2 separate regions of the Sus scrofa genome follow, and region 1 is linked to region 2. The links are chromatin contacts, called in public HiChIP or PLAC-seq maps. All regions are on one chromosome and are shown on one strand. The core of a region is the stretch at or near the end of the contact, and the rest is flanking DNA. Distances in the headings are between cores, read along the strand shown. Region 1 has its middle 110 kb from the start of UGP2. Region 2 overlaps UGP2 (UDP-glucose pyrophosphorylase 2).

Region 1 (4,494 bases), core at 328-2,827, 120 kb after region 2:
GTGATTGTAAGTTAATTTCTCTTTAGGATTTAAATTCTTCTTTTCCTTTGGTTCTTCTACCTATTTATTTCTAAAGCAATGCAACTTAATAATTTACTTCAGTATATGAGAGACAGCTTTCCAGGGTGAGTCTGAATCGTGTATGATTGGTCTGGCTAATTTGTTTAAATATTGAGAGATGTCTGAAAAACATAAGGGTGGAAGAATATAATCAATCATTCATGGAATGGTATTCACTTGCTTTGATGACAGTGATATAAAGGTGATTCTGTTGTGAGTCTTATCTCAATAAGTAATCTTAGTAAATTAAAGCCAAAACATGAATAAAGTGCCATTCCCAACCACAGGCTAGCATAGAAGAAGGTCAGGGAGCAAAAGAGGGCTGCATGGCTATTACAGCTTTCAAATTAGGGCAGATTAGAAATAAGGAAGAAGGCACCACCTCCTTAATCTGAATCAGTAAAGTACAGGTGTTCTGCAGAGAGAGAAAGTGAATTCATATAAAAGTGTTACACATCCAAGAGCACTATGACATTAGCAGGTCACTTCTCTCAGTTTCTCCAGTAATAAAATAAACTGAGAAATAACTCCCTCTCTCCCCCACCCTCTTTACCCCCACCATTCATACATCTGGAACATATTATGATTATAGATTAGAGAAGTCAATGATTTTTTTTTTTGTCTTTTTGCTATTTCTTGGGCCGCTCCCACGGCATATGGAGGTTCCCAGGCTAGGGGTCCAATTGGAGCAGTAGCCACCGGCCCACACCAGAGCCACAGCAACGCGGGATCCAAGCCGTGTCTGAAACCTACACCACAGCTCACGGCAACGCTGGATCGTTAACCCACTGAGCAAGGCCAGGGATGGAACCCGCAACCTCATGGTTCGTAGTCATATTCGTTAACCACTGAGCCATGACGGGAACTCCATCAATGATTTTTTTTTTTTTTCAGAACTTGATGTGCAGTTGTCCCTGCCATCGAGTGGCTTATCACACTCCAATCAAGGTTACCCTTATGAGTTACAGGATTTCTACCCAAACATTTTTCAGAGATTTTTAAATCACAAGTGATAAAACAGTGAGTGCATTTTTAAACTTAATTTTCCGTGGTATTAAAATTGTAAGACATGTAAATATATCACATAGACAATCGGTTTTTACCTTTAAGCAGCTCATGACTTTTTAAAAAATGCTTTTAATATCACAAGGTCTACGATGTAATCTTTCTAATAAGATCACTTGATATCAAGTTGCTCAAATGTGCACATGACCTTTCAAACAGAACTCCATCTCTTAATGCCATGAACTGTCATGCAAGCATTCGTAACTGGGGATTAAATTTCATATACATTATTTGATAAATCTACATATTACCAACAAAATAATCTTCAAAAAAAAACTATTCTCATTTCCAGATATATCTTGTTATATTTTTTCTTAAATCTACAAATCCCTTTAGGATCTAAAGTTTAGATAATATCACAAACTATTCAAAGGAATTAGTAAGTCTTTCCAGCAGCTGTTCTTCCAGTTCTCCAGGCAGCATCAAGTGGCAGGAACAGGCAGTAACCAAATCCATTTAATATTAGGTGTGACTCTGAGAGAACATTGACAACCTTACTGAAGCAGTGGGTCTGATGTTCTGAGGAATGGTCAAATAGGGGAGCCATATATAGCAGGCTGCACATACCATCCTTGGACCAAGCTTCATGTGGTGTATGGTTGACTTTTTGTTGGGATAACGACTTGCAGGAAGGGAAACAGCTCAGGAAAAAAAAAAAAGTCCTAATGTTGGACAGATCTAGATTCACATTCTTGCTCATCACATCAACCCCTCCAAGCCCTGTTTCCTCATCTGCAACCTGAAAATACAAACAATACCAATTCCACAAAGTTGTTTGAGGATGAAAAGGATGTAAACAACCTATTTATTATAAAAATGAAGCTCAAGAAAAGTTAGTTCCTTCTCTCCCATTTGGCTAGGTCATTGCTGGTCCTGATAAATTTTCAGTTTATTTTCAATTAAAGCCTTCTTAGATTCTCTAGTTAATGAGACACAGTTGATAACAATGTGATCTGTGTTGTTAATGCAAGGACTGAGTATAGAGTTTCCCTGGTGCTCCCTGGTACATTACTCAGACATTCTACAAGGTCATGGTTGTGTCATTGTGCAGAGCATACAATAAACAATACATCAACAGTTTTATGTCATCTTGTATGGGTCTTTTTTGTTCATTAACACTGCTCTGGGGTTTTGTGTTAATGATCTAAAGATAATCTCATTAGAATTTTATGGATAAAAAAGAAGGCTCATAGCAGTAACTGGCTGCATAAAACGAATTGAACAAGACTAGACTTTTAGCGCAACCTCCTTCCACAGCGAGAGGGTATGGATCAGGCAGGGTACCATAAACTCTGATGTGACCACATTGTAATGTCCTTTGGACCTATTCCATAATGAAATAGAAAGACCAGACCTATTTAACAAAAAGCTAGTTCTCCCTATAATGCTCAGCAAACATCATCTGTACGTTATATGGCACTTTAATTAAGAGGACCACTAAAATGGCAAACTGGAATATAGACATTGAAATAGGCATTTTCTTCCCTTTCTTCCTCCCTCCCTCTCTCCCTCCCTTCCCCCTTTTTTTCTTCCTTCCTTTCTTTGTTTTTATATATTTTATCCTTTTTACGGAAAGAATAACAGGCTACTAAGAAAAACACACAGCAAGATGAACTATTAGGGATTGAGGGGACTGATATCACTGGATATGCAATCATAAAATTCCTCTAGGTTTAGCCAAGAGTTAGAGATCAGGACTGAGACAAGACCAAGCACACATTATCACAATCTCTAAAACATGCCTGAAATGTGATAGAAAATTTATCTGAAGTTCAGCTATTTCATATCGCTCAGTTTGCTTTTCTTCTGTTATATTAAAATTAACTCCAGGAGTTCTGTCATGGCTGATAGGAAACGAATCTGACTAGCACCCGTGAGGACTTACATTCGATCCCTGGCCTTGTTCAGTAGGTTAAGGATCCGGTGCTGCCATGAGCTGTGGTTTAGGTCACAGACATGGCTCAGATCCCACGTTGCTGTGTCTGTGGTGTAGGCTAGCAGCTACAGCTCTGATTCGACGCTCCTCCCCCCCCCCCCCCCCCCCGCCGAGTCTGGGAACCTCCACATTTGCCACAGGTGCAGCCCTAAAAAGATAAAAATAAATAAATAAATAAATAAAATTAATCATTTTTATTAACTACTAGCTGGGAGTGGAGCCTAGCAATCTGAGTTTTAACAAGCTTGATTCTGACCACTTTCATGTGTGAGAACCATTGATTTAGATGGTTCTAATTCAAAAATTTTTTTAAATAATCATGTAGGCTTTAATTAAATCATCTGGCCAGATTTGGCCTCAGGCTACCAATTTTTAACTCTTAATGAGAATCATATGAAAAATAAAAGCTTGGTTTTTTTGTATGTCAATTCTGTAATTCTCTTTTCTAAAATAAAGATAGTATGTGGTAATGTTTGAACCTCAGATTTCTTCTCCCCAGGATTCAGGCATCTCTGGGCATGCCTGGGGGTTTCATGGAGGTAGGCCTTCTGGAATTCTATCTATAAGACAACTCAAGTTGCCACCAGAAGGGAACTAACCCAGTGGAAGAAACAACAAAGGTATAGAGGTGACATTTAGAGCAGCAAATGGAATTAAATACATCTGAGTACAACCTGGCATTTGCTGCTCAGATTATTTGCAGCCCAACCAGTTGGACTCATTCATTCTTTCAACAAATAGCTGTTGACAAAATAATACACAAGCAATAATAAGAATAGAAAAGAGTTTTATTTGAGCCAAGCTGAGGATTAGTGCAGAAGCCTGCTTTCCAGATTACTGTGAGAAACTGCTCTGGAGAAGCACAGTTTTCAGCATAGTTTTATATCTTGTTGAAAAAAAAGAGCATTAAACAAGTCAGGAATACGTTTCTTCAAGATTTCTTTTTTGAAAGAAAAAAGGAGACCAGCATGTACATGTACAGCATGTACAGTATACCTTGGCACCTGGGAAGGGAGTGTTATCATTAAAAGAGTACCAGCATTGGTGTCCCAAGAAGAGGGGCGGGCATTTAATCACACATGGAGTTTCCCAGGCTAGGAGTTGAATCAGAGCTGCCAGCCTACACCACAGCCATAGCAATGCCAGATCTGAGCCGTGTCTGCAATCTACAACACAGCTCATGGCAACACCGGATCCTTAACGCGCTGAGCGAGGCCAGGGATCGAACCCACATCCTTGTGGATCTTAGGTTCATTACCACTGACCCACAATGGGAACTCCAAACATGGACATTCTTTACTTCTGGTCATTGTACCCTTTCCTTTAATAATTAAAACAGATGTACAATGAATGTTTGATAGGCCACAGAAAAGCTGTTTTAGCACGAAATTCAAGTTAATTCACGTATTGGAAGAATGACTTCCCCATAACTC
Region 2 (4,343 bases), core at 384-2,883:
GAAGGAAAGGCCTGGAGTTTTTGGTAGGAAAAGAAATACAGAACTTAGAAGCCTTCTTGGACTTAGTATTCTCAGGTTACACTTCTGCACTGGAAGCTGTGTGAAGTGGAAGGTCAATTAAAGAATCCACTGAATAATATAAGATTTCTAACCTCCTAAGATGTTTCGTCCCCTTTATTTCCTAGCAATAGAGAATTGAACCCCTCCACTTTAGACAGAGGCTGTTTTAGGAAACAAACATTTCATCACCTCAGTCATAAATCGAATCATTTTTAGAGATGAGAGGGATAATTTAATCTACCCTCAACATTTTACAGATGAGGAAACTGAGGCTGAAAAGTTAAATGACTTACCCAAGGTCAAAGAACAGGCTAATGCTGGAAGCTACATCAGTTTATTTTGAGCCTGATTCCACCACAGTGAGGGAGAAGTATGTTGCTCATTTTTCCCCCCTAGTCTGGCTCTCTTTAATCTTTGACACAAAATCCCTAAAAAAAAAACTGTCCTCCAAAATCATTTCTATCAGAATGCTTTCTTATGTCCAAAGGAACAGAAAGGAAATTCCCTACCACATAAAATTGGACTTACAAAACTGTCTTGGTTGAGTTAATTAGAATGCAGTCAACTGGGGATTGAACAGGCCGTAACTTTTTAGAAGCTTTTCCCACCTCAATTTCCTAATTCTTTCCTGTTGACAAGAACTAAAATGTCAACACTATAGACTTTCCCCTATCCACTGGAGCCAAAAAAAGGAGGGGGGTAAGGAAGGGAGGAAGAAAGCAATAGAATTAAGAAGCAGAAGACATTCAACTAACAAGTGATTGTTTTCAATTCTCAATTTAGGTATTTCATTTTATCCATTTCAGCTACTACACATAATACGTTTCCCTGACATCCTGATACTGGCACTAAAAAAAAACCAACTTCACATTTCAAAGTCAAAATCTAGCTTCACAGTAAGCAAACCAGAGAGAACACCAAGAACAACAAAGAAGGTGAAGAGCCCTCCCCTCCAGGCCACCTCCCACCACACATTAGACCTGATTAGTCCCAATCTTCCTGGGAAACCCAAATTGAGCAGTATCAAAAAGTCATAGAATTATGACTTTAAATCATTTATTCTCAAATCAGGAAACGACTTGAGATCCAAATAAGTTCAGCACTCTAAGAACATGGGAGCATCTGAAATAACCATGTAAAGCTGAGGTCATATGCTAACTAGATTTATGACCAATTAAAGCTAACCAACCTCTCCTGGGTTCTCACTGAAGTCTTTAAACTCAGTTTAAAGTGAATAACGCTCCTAGAAAAGTTCTTCTTTAGATTCAGATATCCAATATTATCCTACCTCTTCTACCTCTCCAATCATGCCTCAGTTTCCATAACTGGCTCTTCCTTTATTCTCCTACTCCTTGGGTTTCCTAAAATTCTGTCCCCAGACCATTTTCCTCCTCAATTATTCTCCTTACTGATAACTCACAAATATGTGCCTCTCATCCGGACCTTTTTTTCCCCTGAGCTCCAGGCTCACATTCCCTACAGCCTCCTAGACTTTTGCACCTAGATACCCAGCTGGGTACCTCAAACTCAGCATGTCCAAAACAAAACTCTTCCTCTAAACTAAATATATCTCCCTGCCCCACCCTGCTCCCCATGTCATTAACATTCTAGTCACTCCTAGGTGACCTAGAAATCTCAGTCACAGTTGGCTCTTCCCTCTTTTCCCCTCACATTACATCCAATCCACTACTAAACTTCTGAATTGAATCGCCACAATTCCACTCACTGCTTTCAGTTCCCATTGCTGCTACCTTAATTTCTCTCTCATTTTCACTCTCCTGGTCATCATGACAGCTTTCTAACTAGACTGCCCATCTGTCACTCTTATCTGGTGGTACCAAGCAAAGAGATTCATTCCCCTAAGCTATAACTGTATAACCACAGCACTTCTCTTCCATCATTTGATGGGACTCTCACTTGATGGAGAATAAATACAAATTCCTTAGGCAGGCAAATCTTAAAAGCCAAGGTGAAGTACTTTTTTGAGTCACCAAAACTAACGAAAGTGATAAAGCAGAATGCCTAAAGGCTGCAAGTTCCTACTTCATTTGTGACATCTTCACAGTACTACTAAAACTTTAATATGCACACAAATCACCTAGAGTGCTTGTTAAAATACAAATTTCTGGGAGTTCCTGTCGTGGCGCAGTGGTTAACGAATCCTACTAGGAATCACGAGGTCGAGGGTTCGGTCCCTGCGCTTGCTCAGAGGGTTAACGATCCGGCGTTGCCATGAGCTGTGGTGTAGGTTGCAGACGCGGCTCGGATCCCGTGTTGCTGTAGCTCTGGCGTAGGCCGGCAGCTACAGCTCCGATTTGACCCCTAGCCTGGGAACCTCCATATGCCGTGGGAGCGGCCCAAGAAATAGCAAAAAGACAAAAAAAAAAAAAATACAAATTTCTGGGCAAGCTCCCAAAGATTCTGACTCAGTGGGCCTGGAGTGAGGAGAATATGCCATTTCTAATAAGTGAATGCTGCCAGTATTGCCTTGAGTAGCTCTGATATAGATTATTATACTCCATTTATCTGAGTATGTGCATCGATCTTCTTCCTACCCCAATGCTATTCTCTGCCCCAAGGCCATGTGCTTCAGAGATGGCGCCAGGCCCAGAATGGTCTAAAGCTTTCCCAGGGATTGGGAAACATAATATGATTCTGGCTAGTGAGCAACAGGGATATAGTCTGCCCTTTAAAAGACTTGGATAAAAGTATTCCTCACTGAAAAAGTAGACACCTAAGAAGAAATAGTACCTTTTCCACCCCTGCACATAATGCCTATGTGTCCACCCCTCACCTTCAGTTTCTTCTGCCATTTAGTGACCTTGAAGGAAGCGGACCCACGAATGAAGCAAACATGCTTAAGAAAGCAAAAGGAAGAAAAGACTGATGCAGCCTTTGTACTCAATTAACCAACCCTGGGGAACTTCCTCCTTCAAGATTTCATGTGATACAAGTCTTACATTTTTTAAGCCAATTGAGTTGGTATTTTTCTGTTCTATGAAATTAAAAGCACGATGACTATTATAAGATTGTTCCAAAACACATATAAAAGTGTCATCTGACATTTTTAGAGAAGGGTAGGCAGAAATGAGAAAATAGAAATTAAAGGCCCAGTTGTGAATTCCAAAATCATGAGAATCACTCCACACCAGGGAAACCTCCCCGATCCCTCAGTCCCCAAAAGCTCAAACTCTGTGACTTCAACAGCGGCTGCTACTGTGGGATGGCATTCCCAATGCTCTAGGTGGTAGCTCCTGAACATTCTAGGAAGCCTTCCTTTCTACCACAATTCCACTCTGTGGAGGTTTTAATCTGCACTATTTCAAACACATATCAAACACCCCGAAACTTTAATTCTTTGCTGAGATGTTTGTCTGCAACACTTTAAGGGCACAAGCCATACAATGTTACTCAACTTTTTTTCCAAACACCTACCTCAACACCTGGCACAGTACAGGCATCTGATAATATGTAAATAAACTGAAGATCAAGACCTCACTTCTCATATTAGTGGTTTGACCAGACGCTAATATATCATCTGTCACTGTTCAGTTAAAATGTAATCTCCTCCTAGAAATCTTTTGAAACTAAGCAAGATTGCCCATTAACACACTCATGTGGTAGATCCTTGAACCTCTTCTTATATTTTCTAAAATTTATTCAATGTGTATCTTGCCCAGTGATACTCAAGAATATATCATATCTATTTGTTCACTGCTACTATTCTCACTGTATTTGTAAAACAGAGCTTGAAACATAGTAGGTCCTCAACTAAATTTATTAAATTAATGAGTAAGAGCTTATTATGATACAGTTCTGTGCTGGATATAGATAAAGAAGGTAGAGTCCAGTCTAGTGGAGTCTACCTGGGAAGGCCAAAGACTTTGTTCAATCGCCATGATTACGGTCACAGAGTAGCAAGGTTAAGAAAAGTATGGACAGTGTCTTGAGTACTTGAAATCTCTAGCAGAGGCTGATTTATTACCAAATATCAGGGATGTGGTCAAAGGAATTCCAAACTGGTAGGCAGTCTAGACAAAATGACCTCTAAATTTCCTTTCACTTTTTATTATCATGTATAAATGTCACCATGTTTTCACTAACTTTAGAGATTAAACAAAATTGGGCAACTTAAATACATAAATTTAGCTTAATTGAGAAAAAATGTGGAAAATGACAGGCATACACATGTTCCCAGACCAGGGATCAAACCAGAGACACACCAGAGGCATCGCTTAATTTGGGCCACGAGGGAACTCCTAGATAAAGTTTTAACCTTGGAA

Evidence for each region. HiChIP or PLAC-seq counts read pairs in DNA pulled down with a chosen protein or histone mark.
Region 1: a contact with region 2 is called in an H3K27ac HiChIP or PLAC-seq map of skeletal muscle. The contact joins two enhancer-like sites. A contact is called at or near these places in 1 of 47 Hi-C or Micro-C datasets (fibroblasts) and 1 of 2 datasets of contacts at active chromatin or transcription factors (skeletal muscle).

What each region holds. Positions count from the first base shown.
Region 1 is chr3:78,135,469-78,139,962 of Sscrofa11.1, forward strand. It overlaps the pseudogene LOC110260124. Among named protein-coding and RNA genes, the nearest start is that of UGP2, 110 kb to the left of the region's middle. Within about 2 kb of position 1,578, at least 7 of the 83 cell types and tissues checked have an H3K27ac peak or open chromatin away from gene starts, as enhancers often do. A contact at or near this core is called in skeletal muscle, where this site is marked.
Region 2 is chr3:78,018,513-78,022,855 of Sscrofa11.1, forward strand. All of the region lies in intron 1 of UGP2 (UDP-glucose pyrophosphorylase 2), which reads right to left. Among named protein-coding and RNA genes, the nearest start is that of UGP2, 9.9 kb to the right of the region's middle. Within about 2 kb of position 1,634, at least 12 of the 83 cell types and tissues checked have an H3K27ac peak or open chromatin away from gene starts, as enhancers often do. A contact at or near this core is called in skeletal muscle, where this site is marked.